Regions from separate parts of the Capra hircus genome. Here region 2 is linked to region 1. The links are chromatin contacts, called in public Hi-C maps. All regions are on one chromosome and are shown on one strand. Each heading gives the region's core, a stretch centred on a gene start, on an enhancer-like site or on the middle of the called end of the contact. The rest is flanking DNA. Distances are from core to core; before and after follow the strand shown. Region 1 holds the start of WDR45B (WD repeat domain phosphoinositide-interacting protein 3). Region 2 holds the start of OGFOD3 (2-oxoglutarate and iron-dependent oxygenase domain-containing protein 3).

Region 1 (7,355 bases), core at 2,507-5,006:
TGTTAATGGTCCAACTGAAGATGCTGTGAGGAAGTGAGGGAAGCACTCAAGTTTTAAGATGACCCTGTGATCTGGACTTCACTTGCCCAAGTGTGATCAAGACCACATTAATCTCCATCAACACCACCAAGTTCGACTGCTGGCTCATATGAAGCTTGTGACCAGAAAGAGAAACACCAAACCCTTCAGTTCTTTTCCCAAGATAAGCTGCAGTGGCTGGACCCTCACCACGACACAGCACTGACCTGAGAGCCAAAGCCACCCTCAGAGTCTCTTCTGGCTTTGATCCGTGTTCCAGCATTGGGATGACATTATTCTATTCTATCAACCACTCCACCCCCGCAGTGTGAAAAGCATGCTTCTGGTTTTTTTTGTCCAAGTTAGGCATAAAACTACAAGGACCGTAACAGCTTTCCCAGGAGTTGGACCTGGAATCTGTTCTGTAATTAACTCTCAGGCTCTGAAATGAACTTTATCTGGGCCTGGAGTCTGATACTCACTGGAAAGTACAATGTTACTTATTATCTCTTATTCTGGGTTGTAACTCCCTCTTTGTGTTACTGGAATCATGTAATCTGGACAGAAGAATCAGAACTTGGCTTTCTGGAAAATAAGGAAATAATACAAAAATTGAAAGTTTTCCTTTGTTTCTCAACTATTACACCTTCCACAAGTTTCAAGCCTGCACCGATCTTACTTGTCTTCACTAGAACACACATATTTCTGACAAGACTTGTATTAAATACACAAACAATCCCTATAAATCCATAAGAAAAAGGAGCTCATTTTCCAGTAGAAAAATGAGCAAAAGATTTGGACGTTTCACAAGAGAATATCCAAATGCTTATTAAAACCTACAGAATCAGGGAAATGCAAATACAATCTCACATATACATCACAATGAGATCTACTAAACATCCACCAAAATGGCCAAAATGAGTGTGCCAAGGCATGGGAATGGAGGGCAAACCAGGAAACTGTTTGCATGACTGCTACTGTCAATTCTACTCCTAGGTATATAAGCCTTGTAAAAATAACATGCATTCACTAAAAGACTGGTAATAGAATGGTCACAGCAGCACCCCTATGCTCAAAATGGCCCCAAACTGGGAACCTACCCAAATGCCTACCAAAGGTTGAATGGACAAACCAACTGTCATGCAGTCACACAAAGAAATACTGCACCCATGAGGAGGACCTTCAATTATACTCAACAGTATGGGAAAAAAGCTCTTGCAAACACGATGCTGAATAAAAATGCCAGAAACAAAATACAGTACAGAGACAGGCAAAACTAGTCCATGTCGCTGGAAGTTAGGCTGGGCGAGTGGCCCGAAGGAGCACGGCGTGCCAAGGCATTTGGTTTCTTACCCTGGGTGCTGCGGAAGGTGTGTTCAGTTTGGAAAATTCACCAAGCTGAATACTTAGGATACATGCACTTTTCTGTAAGAGTAATGCACTTCAGTAAAAAGCTAGAAAAAAGGTCCTACAAACACAAGACTGGAAACCACTCTCTAAGAAGGCTAGGCGTTATCCTTGCTATTTTGCAGGGTGGAAGAAATAAATTAACTGATTTTAGTTGGTTATCACACAACAGTTGGCATGAACCTTCCCATCCTTGCTATCTTAAAGCTAGTCTACAGAAGTGTGTCGACTCAAACCTTCTGTTTCCCACGGGAAGAGAAAGAAAAGCGGCAGCCGGATTACAGAGACGCACACATATCAACACTTCAGAATCTCGAAACTAATACAACTTATCTTTGGGAGATGATAAGTTAAAAGTTCAAACAATTTATAAGTTATGAGCAAAGGTTTCTAAAGCTAAAGTTTCAATGAGAGTGCTAAAAATGCTGAGTAAAAATTAAAAGTCAACAGAAAAACAAAATGTAACTAACTCAATAACCTGGCATACATTTTAATTATAGGGAATTAAGCTAAGGGTAAGCAAAAGGTTAAGTATAAATGCATTTTTTTTCCAGCAACACTTTATAGAAAATTATAAACTTCACTGGTTTCTAAAATAATTAGCTTTATTGTGAACCTCAATTATTATACCGAAACCTACTACAAGGATTCCTCATCTGGCCCTAAGACAGGTATGTGTGCTTAGTCGCTCAGTCGTGTGTGTATAGATCTTGGATTTAAAGGCCACGGAGTCAGTAAGCTTTGTGTTTCCGGTTTGTTTTTTAGGACTGCCTCTCCCTGCCCTTAATATCAATCAGTCATTTCTTTCCATTGAAAGCACATTTCTTAAGAAGTTGCTACACCACGGTTAACTCCTTAATGAGTTTTCAACTATCAGAACCTTTTCAGAAATCTACTGGCCCTCCTCTGGAAATCAAAATCCAAAGTGTTCAGCCACACACTGCCCGATGCCCAACTTCTGGCCCCCAAAGTGGACCCTACAACCCTTGCGGTCCCCAGCCCAGCCGCCCGCATCCCACATTTTTCCCCTCGTCCAACTCCACTCCTCCAAGAACTCTTCCCGCCCTTAACGGCTCCTCCCTGTAGGAAATCGCGGCCTCGCCTCGGTTCCCAGAACACACTTCACTGTCCCGGGGCCCTACAGTCAGAACCTTGGAGCCAGCACCCCACGCGCCCACGCGCTGACACAGCTGGGCGACCCCCGCCCGGCCTACGTAACTCTACCCCAAACTGGCTCCACAGACATGGATCCTGCAGTTCCTGCTTCTGGATCCTCTTCAAACGCGCTTCCAAAGCGAACCCTCAGAACAGACGCGGATCCCCCTCCCTGGGCTAGAGTGGGGCGCAGTCCGGCATCACGCAGGATTTCAGAAAGGCGAAAAAGGCCATCTCCCGAAAAGCCGGGCTGAACAGTCCGGTTGCCACCCAACAAAAGAAAAAAAGTGTGAGTTCGGCGGCATATTCTACGACAATCAGCAGAAAAGGTGAGGACCTTCGTGGACGAGGTCCTGGGCCTGCAGGGGCATTCTCACCTCGATGCGACCCCGTCCCGGCCGCTGGGGACCCTAAACCCGCAAGAAGAACCGACGCCGCCCCGGAAAATCCCATCACTGTCCGACCTGGATCGGGGTGGGGGGTCAGGGCGGCGGGGAAGCGGCCTGGGCAGGGGGGAAAGGGGCGGCCTGGGGGAGGAGGGCGGCTTCAGGGGCAGGGGAGAGAACGCCAGGGGTAGGGGAAGAGGCCTGAAGCCGGTGACAACGCCGCCGCAGGGCTGAGGGCGGGACCCCGCTAGGAGGGGAAACGGCGGCGGTGGGGGGGCCGGGGCCACTGACGGGCTCTCCTCACCATGGTCCTGGTTGAAGCCGGCGTAGAGCAGCCCGTTGCCGTGTGGGTTGCAGGGCAGGAGGTTCATGGTGCCGCGGGATCCACCGCGCCTCAGCGCCGCATGCCGCTCCGGGAGGTCGACCGCCGGGATCGGTCTGGCCAGCGCCGATGCTGCCGCGGCCGGAAGCGAAAGGCCCACCGCCTGCGCGCGCAGCCAGGGAACCGCGGAGCGCCGAGCAATCCACCCACGGCCTGCCGGGGGGGGCAGGGAACGCCGAGAGCGTCACGTCTCCGGGGGGCGGGGCCGCGTCTGAAGAGGGAGGGTCGACTCGGCTTGGGGGCGGGGCCTGACCTGAGAGGCGGGGTCGGATCTCTGGAGCGCGGGGCTAAGGGTGGGAACCACCTGACTGGGTACCCCAGCCGTGCCCCTCAAACCTCAGGAGCAGGCAGGACCCAGACTCTCATACTAACTCAAGCCCGCCCCCCCCGGAAATCATGTAAATTAAGGAAGGAGATTTTCTTATTTTTAATTGATAAAAGGATAAGTATCTCAGTATAAATAACAATGCTTTGTGGAGTTTTTAACAGGTGTGCTAGTAAAATGTTCGCGAAAAGAGCAAAATGGGTGGAAGTGAAGAAATGGAAGCGCAAATGTTCCTTGAACAATGCGGGGCCAGTTAACACGCAGATGTTTTTTTCAAGAGTACACGACCCTGGTTGGTTAGATCCTCAGCTGCAGAACCGTAGATAGCATGGATAAGAGGGAAGACTATAAATTAGACGCAGATTTCTTTACTGTGTGAAAGGCGGGTGTCCCTAACCCTTGTGTTGTTCGAGAGTCAAGTGTAAAGAGTCAAGTGTCTAGACTCTCCCACCCCCACCCTCCACCTCCCCATAGAGAGACCCCCGCCACAGGGACACAGACTGCCCCCCAACCGAGGACCCAGAGCTACCCACAGACACACAGCTGACACAGAACCCCCAAGGCACAGAGCCCCCTTCAGGACATGCAGAACCTCCTACAGGGACACAGGGCTCCCCAGGACACAAAACCCCCCTAACAGGCACTAATCTGTTCTGTATTAAAACCCAGCTTTCTCTTTGTTAAGAGGAAAAACACCTTCTAACGTTTTAACGGCGTAGGCCCCAGGAAGAGACACTTCTCAGAATGCTTTTGGAATGCTGTCAGTGTCCCTGTGACCAAGTGTGTCTCCACTAGGGGCTGGGCATCCAGTGAGTTGTCTGTCTACTGTGGGGTTATTAAAAGTGTCTTTTAAAAGATAAAATGTACTGAGCAAGGCCAGGGAATTTAGCCACCAGTGGAAAAGAGTTGCACTCCATCTACCCATCAACGGACAGATACGCAACACCAGAGAGGCAAGAAGCGAACACCAGAGCCCCTTATGTCCACGTGGATGAACATCAAGAGAGTCAATTCCTAGGCAGGTTGATAAGTCTGGGGTCCCCGAGGAGGAGAAAGTGGTCTGGAGCCCTTGAGAAGGAGGAAGGGGTCCCAGGCCGGGGCTCTCAAGGAGGAGAAAAGGACAACATTTTTTTTTTTCTATACTGCTTTGTATCAGTCAGTGTAACAAAGTATCTTGCTCGAGGACATGTTTCTCCTTAACAAGAACCTTCTGACTAATCTTGTTATCTTAAGAAGTATGTGTGGGAGTGGGTCTGGTAAGACCTTTCTATTGTTAATTCTAATCTTGTTAATTTAAGATGTATGTTGTGGGAGTGGGTCTGGTTAAAGTATATAAGGCCTTGATAAGACGTGGGTTGGAGAAGGAAATGGCAATCCACACCAGTGTTCTTGCCTTGAGAATCCCAGGGAGGCGGAGCCTGGTGGGCTGCTGTCTATGGGGTTGCACAGGGTACGACGTGACTAAAGCGACTTTAGCAGCAGCAGCAGCAGCAAGATGTGGGTGGGGGCACTCTCCGGCCCCCTTCTGATGTCTCTGTCAGAAGCTTTCTCTCTTTTTTTTTTTTTTTTGCACCAAAGGCATATCCTAGCTTTATTAAAGGGCCCACGCTACAGTCAACATAAAAACACAAAAAGTCCCATCAGTTTAATAATAATAAAAACCCCCAAAATGGAAAACTAAGGGGGCAAGGAAGAGGCCCCTGGGCCAGGGGCATAGGGAGCCCTGCTCGTGGCACCAGGCCTGGCCTCAGGGCCCGCTGGTATTGCTGTTCCTACAAGGTCAGGGGGCAGCGATTGTCCTGTGGAGCCACCGTTCAGCTAGGTCGACGACCCTTACTTCTGGGGTGTGCTCAGCTTCTGCATGCCCCAGATCTTGTCCAGCAGGCTCAGTGGGTTTGTTACAGTCAACTAGCAGCTCCTTGACCCTGACAGCCCGGGTATCATCGCTCTCCATGTCCAGGAGTTCATCCACATCGATTTCCAGCTCCGGGATCTCCTTTTCCTGGCAGTTGTAGAGGAGAGTGAGCTGCTCCAGAATCCACTCCTCCACGTTGAGATGCTTCCGTAGCTCCTTACCGTCATGCTTGACCGTTACCTTATCTTGCGGTCTCACTGGGCCCTCGTTGTCTGCGCCGCCCGGGCCCTCGCCTGCAGCCCCAGGGTGGCTCTGAAAGTGGTTGCGGGGCCCTGGGCCGCCACTCCCCGGTCTGGGGTCGCTGTCCACAATGGCCACGTGCGCGTGTCTGGCCCCTCCCTGCGCCACCGCTCCAAGAAGCCCGCTAGCTCCGGGCGGGCGGCTGGCTCGGGTTAGCTCCTGAGCTTGGCTCCGGGGCAAGGGCAGTGGTGGTGGTGGGGGTGCCCAGGGGCTTTCTCTGTCCCTTTAATAAAACTCTTGCTATACAAAAGCTCCTGAGTGATCAAGCCTGGTCACTGGTCCCAAAGCTAAATCTTCCGGGATCACAAATCCGACGTCATTCACTGTAAGCTATCAACATGTTGAGCGAAGAAAGCAAGTTGCAAAGCAGACCCACGTGCAGTTCCCTCTGCACAAAGCTCAAAGCAGGCAGACTCAGGAACCCGCTGTTGAGGGATGCATATGGACGTGGATGCAGACAAGTTAAGAAAACAGCACAGAACTGGCTGTGCTGTTGTGCTCAGTCTCTCACTCAGTCTGACTGCCACCCCATAGACTGTAGCCCGCAGGCTCCTCCATCCATGGGATTTCTCAGGCAAGAATACTGGAGAGGGTTGCCACGCCCTCCTTCAGGGGATCTTCTCCACTCAGGGATCAAATCTGCATCTCCCATCTCTTCTGCATTGCAGCCGGTTTCTTTATCTGCTGAACCATCAGAACTGGAGGTGGTGGTTTCTCCTGGAGCAGGGTTGTCATCTGCAAGAGGGGAGGAGCCTGTGTGGTCAGCTGGAAAACTCCCCCCAAGGTTGTAAATGTGTCCCCTTGTATGGCTGAAGCAACTCTGCAGATGGGATTATTGAATTTGAGGTGGGGAGAGGATTGGGCTGTACATGCCATCCCTTGGGAAGAGGAAGACAGGGTGACCCTGGAGGCAGAGATTAGAGCGGTACAGCCGTGAGCCAGGGAACAATGGCAGCTTCTAGAAGCTGGAAGAGGCCTGGAACTGAGTTCTCCTGGAGCGTCCAGGAGGAACCAGCCCTACCCACACCTTGATTTTAGTGCCTTAAGACTAAGGGCTTCTGACCTCTAGAACCATGAGAGAATAAATATATATTGTAAATCACCACAGCCAATGAATCAGTACATCATGTAGCAGGCTGAAGACTGGCCCACAAAGATATCAGGTCCTCATCCCTGCTGCTGCTGCTGCTAAGTCGCATCAGTCGTGTCCGACTCTGTGTGACCCCATAGACGGCAGCCCACCAGGCTCCCGAGTCCTTGGGATTCTCCAGACAACAACACTGGAGTGGGTTGTCATTTCCTTCTCCAATGCATAAAAGCGAAAAGTGAAAGTGAAGTCGCTCAGTTGTGTTCGACTCTTAGCGACCCCACGGACTGCAGCCCACCAGGCTCCTCTGTCCATGGGTTTCTCCAGGCAAGAGTACTGGAGTGGGGTGCCATTGCCTTCTCCGCCTCATCCCTGGAACCTGCAAATATTACCTTGTTTTGGAAAAAGAATCTTGGCAGCGGTGATTAAATTAAGGACCT
Region 2 (7,355 bases), core at 3,439-5,938, 150 kb before region 1:
GGTCGACGATAAAGGCAAAAACGACGATCACCAAACAGCAGCCTAGGGAGTGATAGCATACAAACAAATACATTTAAAGACAAAAGAATGATGAGAGGGGAAGAGATTGATAATAGGAACGATTCACCAGAAGATGCAGGGGCAACAGAAGCACCAAGTGACATCCGCTCAAACACGTGAGGCAGCCACCAGACCCACCATTGAGGTGGAGACCCTGCCTCGCAGCTCCCGATAGCTGAACAAGACAAGATGTCCAAGAAGACAGTTTGCCCAGAGGAATGTAAACTAAGGAGCCACTCAGAGCTTCACAACAACCATTCAAAGACAGACATTTTTTCAGATACACATGCAACATTAACAAAAGCATATTAGCCCAACAGGAAAGTCGGTTCTCTACCATACAGGTTATGGTCTCCAGCTACCGGGCAATTAGAGAGAACTCAAACCCCATCAATCTTGAAATCTTAAAATCCAGCAGGACACAACACGCTGAATATGAATGAGCGTTAAGAGTATCCTTTGGGCGAGAAAGTGAGTTGCGAGTGGTCGGTGATGTCCGTGCATGTACACAAGTGCACAGGACACAAGCTCGCAGGTGTGCCTCCCAGACACACAAGTCCGGGGCAGGCAGAGCCCCTGTCAGCTATGGGAGGGGAGAAGGGTGAGACAGGGGGAGTCCACAGACTCTGATGCTGTGTTTCTGGTAAAATATATATAAAACCCCAAAGTTACCATTTCAGCCAGTTCAGGGGCCTTAACTACATTCACATTGTTGTGTGACCATCAGCACCATCATCTCCCAAACTTTCTCACCTTCCCAACTGAAATCCCATCTCCATCTACACCAACTTCTCTTCTGTTTCATTCCAACTGTTTTTAATGTTGATAAATTATTAAAGGGGTAGGAGAAATAATGGCTCAGTGGTAAAGAATCCGCCTGCAATGCAGGAGCCGCAGGAGACACAGGTTCGATTCTCAGGTAGGAAAGATCCCCTGGAGGAGGGTATGGCAACCCACTCCAGTATTCTTGCCTGGAGAATACCATGGACAGAGGAGCCTGCTGGGCCTACAGTCCACAGGGTCACAAACAGTCGAACACAGCTGAAGCGACTTAGCACAGGAGAAATATACTTTGTCAAAAGCTGGGATTTTATAGGGAAAAAGCTCACCAAGACAGAGAAAGCATGCCCACAAGAGAACCTGTCCACTCCTGACCTCCGAGGGGAAAGGGAACCTCAGTTCCTCGGCATGTCCATTTCTGCCAAGGAGCCCACACACCTCCCTTCACTTTAACCCAACTTGTGCATATCACAACAGTGCCCCTTGGTGGAAGGACTCAGTAATCTTTTTCTTGGTTCAAGTTCAAAGCATTGCTCTGAATAGAAAAATGAATTAAATTCTGTCTCTAAGACCCAGTCACTCTGGCTAGGCTTTTAAAACTGCTGCCCTCCACAGAGCAGGCAGGTGCCAGGATGAGACAAACGCCATGGGGGAATGGACTCTGGTATCACGTTTCCTGTTGCAACATTTTCTGATGTAACAATCCCCTAAGACTGAAAGAAAATGCCTTTTCTCTGTTCAACTTGCTCATTGATATCTTCCCAATTCTGTTACATCCTTCCAGGCAAACCACCTCTTCCACCACATGGAATCCACACTGAGGTGGGGGGCAGCTCAGTAAAACAATGGCTATAGCCTGGGCAGTGAAGCCTGGGCCTGCCCCTGCACAGGTGGGGCCTGAAAGACTCACACTCTCCAGAACAGGTGTGAGCTAACCAACGTAGAGGCGGGGGGGGGGAGGGGGGCGGTGGGGAGGAAGGTCACCTGCGCCTCCCCCACCCCACACTACTTTCAAACCGATTCCCACCAATTCATCAAAGTAAAAACAGACGCATTTTGAACACACTGAATTCCATGTTAACATGCTGCTCTTTCCTGAATCACCTTGGCACTGCGTACCTTCAAATCTTCGGTGACTGTCATAATCCTCAGAGCAGGGCACCTCGATGAACCTGCCTGGCAGGATCTCACTGCGGTGAGCCAGGACCTCAGTGATGCCTTCATCACCCCCCAGGCTGCCCCAGAACAGGCAGGCGGCGAGTGCAGTGCAGGACCCCAGGACAGCGACTCTCAACCACTTCTTGCGCACATCCCGAGGCACCCGGACACTCTTGGTGCTGAGAACAGAAAACAGCTGTGGTCACCCGAAGGCAGCTGCGTGTGCTGAAAACGCAGACCACAATGACCAGAGACCCACCCACACTTAGTTACAGCCTCAAACGGTTCCCACAATGGTCATCATCAGAGCTACTCTCCATTAACCCAGAGGCACTTGCTAGCATACGAGAACATGGTGGGGAATATGCCCCTCGCCCCATATGACCAGACAGGGCTGACTATGCCCCTGAGGACAAGACGAACTGCCAGTCGCGGTCCCTCCCAGCCTGGCCATGTCCGTGGAGAACCATCTGGGAGATCCTGACAGAGCCTGTGACATCAGTCACATTGCCTGCATCCAAAAATGACTGACACAACCCCATGCATTGGCCCTAGGGTACACACTCACACACAAAGTGAACTAAGGTAGTGAAAGTCGCTCAGTCGTGTCCATCTCTTTCGACCCCATGGACTATACAGTCCATGGAATTCTCCAGGCCACAATACTGGAGCGAGTAGCCTTTCCCTTCTCCAGGGGATTTTCCCAACACAGGGATCGAATGCAAGTCTCCCACATTGCAGGCGGATTCTTTACCAGCTGAGCTACCAGGGTGAACTAAGGTAAACATGAACCAAACTCATTTCACTGAAACCACCAGCCAGCCAGGAAGGGATTGCAAGCACAACAGAAATGATTCAACACTAAGACACTTTCTGTACCACCGGGATTCACACTGCCTATGCAGAATTTGCAGGCATGTGTGTGTGTGTGTGTGTGCATGCACACGTGTATCTATGTGTCTGGATGGTGTATACCCACTCACATGTGTGTCTGTGTACATGTGTATGTGTTTTCTCATATGTGTAACTGAGCAGTCGTGTACTCTTGAGAAAAATGCGTAGGGCTTGAAGGACTGGCAGAAATAAGAAAAGCGATCCAGACATTCTTCTAGGAGGTGCACCTCGTGTCTTCAAGTATATGATTAATTCCTGAAAAGCAGGGAGTTTGCCTTCTATTTTTATATATCCCTCCACATTTCAAATTGCTATATATATAAAATCACACAGGCTTTCCTGCTGGCTCAGAGGGTAAAGAATCCGCCTGCAATGGAGGAGACCAGGGTTTGATCCCTGGGTTGGGAAGATCCCCTGGAGAAGGGATGGCTACCCACTCCAGTGTTCTTGCCTGGTGAATTCCATGGACAGAAAAGCCTGGAGGGTACAGTACATGGGGTTGCAAAGAGTCGGAGATGACTGAGCGACTAACACTTTCACACTTTTACTTTCTAACACACAAATTCCGATTAAATAAGTCTCAAGGTGGGCACAGCTGAGTCAGACCATATTGGGTGAATACATGCTCATTTTAAACAGGGAGCATAGATACCCAGGTCACAAAGACCCCCATCCTCACCCCTAGAACTGCTGTCTAGCCTCTAGCCCACCTGGTCTCCTCTAACTAGACAAGGGTGGGCCCCTAACTCCAGTGGGGCCAAAATTTCTCTTCCCCAATAGGGCAGGGAGACTGCCAGCCCATCTCAGCAGCAGGGGCTGAAATCCTACTGTGGGCACAAAGCTGTTGACACCCTCGCCTGGGACACCCCGGGGTGCTGAGACAGAAAGGGACGGAGAGGGAGGTAGAGACAAGAGGGGAAAAAACAGCCTCCTGGGCCAGATTTGGAAGCAATACTTCCCTGAGGTATCCTCAAAATAAGCACCCCTGTTCAGGGTAAGCTGGCCCAAATGCACACTGAGAATCTTGCCAAAACAGAAGTGGATTTGAAGCAAGGTCCATGGCCCATGGGGCAAGCACGACGAGAAAGTAATTTATCCTGCCCCTCGAAGGCTACCTGATGAGATCATTTATTCATCCATCGGGTCCCCCAACGGAGGACCATATCGTGCACAGCCCTGAGACAAGCACACGGAGACCAGACGATGGGGACCTCTGAGTCCCAGTCCCCGTGCGTAGTCTCGGAACAAAGCCCTCGGTACAAAGCCCTCGGTACACACTACGGCGGAGGTCAAGGGTTTCCCTACCGGCAGCTCCGCCCAACCCCGCCCAACCCCTTCCTGCGCCGCCCGGGCGGGATTCTGCCGGCTACGCCCCCCAGACGACCACGCCCCTCTAGGCGCCCGATTCGCCCAACCACAAACCAGGCCCCTCGCGGCCAGGCCACACCCACACTGCAGTGCCTTTCCGGGAAAGGCCCTGCCTGCACCAGATCCACCTTTTTCTGACCGGGCCATGCCCACAGCCACACCGCACCACGCCCCTGTTAGGCCCCGCCCCTCGGCCAGGCCCCGCCCATACCACCGTTCTCGCGCTCCCGGCGCTAGCTGGTACCTGCTCTGGCGCCGGCGCTCCGCCGCCCCGCTGCCCTCCGGGGCCTTGGGAGCACCCCTCCGCTGAGGTGCCATTAGCCACGCTGCCGCGAAGCTAGGCCGAATGCGGGAGCCGCCACAAGCCCGGGACGAGCGCTGCGAGAGGTAGCGCGAGGCCGGCGCAGCCGGGCACGCGAAGCGACACCCTCAGCCTTCAACCTCCGGGCTGGTGACCAGGCCTGAGCAATCGGAGGTCGAGCGCCGAGCGGGGCAGGGCGGGGACCCGAGCGCGACCTGGTTTGCTCCCCGTGGCGCACCTGCCTTGGCCGTACCCCGCCTCCCCTGACCTCCGCGGAACCTGACAAGCCTCCGAACCTTCTACTGAAGCGTGTCCTTGCCCCGCCGTGCGTGCTCTACCGGGGTCTCCAACTCCTCCTAGAGTCTGGAAGCCTTCTCCCCGCGGTGTCCAAGCCCTCCTCCCAGGGTCTCCGCACCCTCTCCTGTGGGATTTCCAACGCTCCTCTCGCTGGGCCCATGCCACACCTGAGGGCCCTGGGTCCTGTTGGTGCTTTGTATCTGTGAGGCCTGCTGTTTAGTTTACAACATTCAATTTCCCGTCCAGTGGGCAAGAAGTAAGATCTTAACCAGTTCTGTCAAGATACCTAAGATTCTGAATGAGTGGAATTAGCAGTGAGATTCATTCATAAGGATTAAGTCTGATGAAGGTGAGTAATTCATTGATACAGAGGGGGGAAAAAAATCTGGACTCATTGAATAAGAAAAGTGATCTGCCCAACAGTCCCCAAACTGGGGAAATCAGATGCCATTGCCTGGCAACTTACCTAGAAGCCCGAGAGACTGGGACAATTGCAGATCTACCTACCAGGTTGTCTGATAACAATAGTGACAATTCGCCCAAGTCGGAAATAATCATATATATATAGACCTGCAGGAGGGAATCAAAGAACTACACACTTGCAAGAGGGAATACTGACTTCTCTGTATCCTTTCCGTTTAGATTTTGCAGCAACTTACTTTGGTAAACAACTCTGAATGTGTCTGAATCAGGTAAGATGTTGGTGTTCATTCCTGCTGTTAGGGCTATAGAAAAGTAAGATTTCTCTCTAAACACAAGGAAGCACACCCAGGACTAATACAGACTTCTCAGCTCAAAAATTTTTCTTTTAACTCTATTCTCTGGAAAATACATTTGGGTTATAGTGGGGGAGGGGGTTGTTAGAGTTTTCTTTTTTATTATTTTTTCAAAATGTAAAGCAACTCGGCTTTGAAACATTCCAGTTTTTCAAAATGCTTTTTCTTAACTCATCCACTTCTCAGATAGCAATTTAGGTAATTGCCTTAAGAACTTTGTCATTGAGATTGTTTTGAATATAATTTATTTTTTTCAATCAAACTGATTGATTTCTATGTGCATAATGTTATTTTCTCTGCTATATTATAAAGTCCCTAAGGTCAGGGATTTATGAATCCTTGCACAGAATGAGTAGTTTGAATTGTGGAGCTGAATATATGATCAATATACAGAGATTTTCTTTCCTTTTCCTGTCTAATTCTATGTGTTTTATGCTTCATCCAGATACCTCCTCTAGTTTAACATAAACTAGTCAGCACTGATAAACTTGTGAGTTACTTGTTTTTAAATTATCAATGGCCTATTTTAAATCCTAGACAGTTTTCTCTGACCTAGGATAAATTTTTACAGTTTCTCCCTCCCTGCAACCAAGCTGACTCAAACTCTAAAAATTGAGTTTAATACTCAATTGTTGTTTAATACTGTTTTTAATACTGTTTAAAGTAGAATAAAATTGAGGATCAGTTTTCTACAGAAGCATCATATTGTGGGGCCTGAAAAATGTTTAAGAGATATTTGCCTGTTTTCACTGGCATAGTATATATAGGATAAGACAGTCTTTAAAACAGGAAATTATTTTGCAGTCATTTGTATTATTGTATATTATAGCCATCTTATAAGGAAACCAGTGCTGTATGACAAGGGTCCTTGTATTTGAACGTGGAGACAGACATCTTGATACATTTCATGTTGGTGAAATGAGTTTCCTCCTAGTTCACAGCAGGATTGAAACAGACATTGGAAGGACGTAACCATTAATTTCTTCACTAGGAAGAAGTGCCCAGAAAAGAGACTTTTTAGTTACATGACCTCAAAAAATAGTGAGATGTCAGGTTCCTCACCATTTAAGATGCGACTAGTTCATCTGGACCTGAAAGGAGCCCCGCCAAAGGTCTGCTACCTCTCGGAGGTAAGAGCTCCCTTTCTTCTTTAGAGAATCACTTTGCCTCAGGTTTGGTTATGAAGCTGTGAACAGTGTTCTGTAGACACATTCTTGGAACACAACCATGGGTTCTGAGTTGAGGCGTGGTGGCAGCAGCATAGATCTTTAATTTCCCCCATATCCCCTCACAAAGCAGATAGCAACCAGGATAGCAAAAAGAAAAAGAGAAAAGACAAAACCCCACAACCTCTGTTGTGAACCAAATCTTGTCTCCTAAAAAGATATATTTAAATCCTAACCCAGCAGACCTGTTAATATGACCTGTGATTTAAAGATAGGGTCTTTGCAGATGTCTCTGACATTAGATGAGGTCATATGGGAACAGGGTGAGCTCTAATCCAATAAGTGGTGTTTGTATAAGGAGAGGGGACAATAGACACAGAGGGAAGATGACATGAGGACAGAGGCAGAGACTACAGTCAATGCATCTGCATGCCCAGGAGGGCTAAGGATGCCAGAAACTCGCAGAATCCGGAAGAGACAGGGAGGCTGCCCCTTACAGCCTGGGAGGGAGCACGGCCCTGCTGACACCTAGATTTTGGGCTTCATCCTCCCAAG

What was found. Hi-C and Micro-C count contacts between places; a contact is called where the count stands out from the background.
Region 2: a contact with region 1 is called in a Hi-C map of blood, with 2.0 times the contacts expected there. The contact joins the promoter of OGFOD3 here to the promoter of WDR45B in region 1. A contact is called at or near these places in 2 of 5 Hi-C or Micro-C datasets (both in blood).

What each region holds. Positions count from the first base shown.
Region 1 is chr19:49,555,154-49,562,508 of ARS1.2, reverse strand. WDR45B (WD repeat domain phosphoinositide-interacting protein 3) reads right to left here and starts at 3,756. Exons shown (of 10, transcript XM_018065394.1): 1 at 3,271-3,756. The coding sequence starts at 3,337. It also overlaps the pseudogene LOC102174974.
Region 2 is chr19:49,703,306-49,710,660 of ARS1.2, reverse strand. It overlaps OGFOD3 (2-oxoglutarate and iron-dependent oxygenase domain-containing protein 3), which reads right to left and starts at 4,688. Exons shown (of 9, transcript XM_018065401.1): 1 at 4,505-4,688; 2 at 1,960-2,177. The coding sequence starts at 4,578. HEXDC (hexosaminidase D) reads left to right here and starts at 5,091. Exons shown (of 14, transcript XM_018065400.1): 1 at 5,091-5,207; 2 at 5,501-5,550; 3 at 6,626-6,764. The coding sequence starts at 6,660.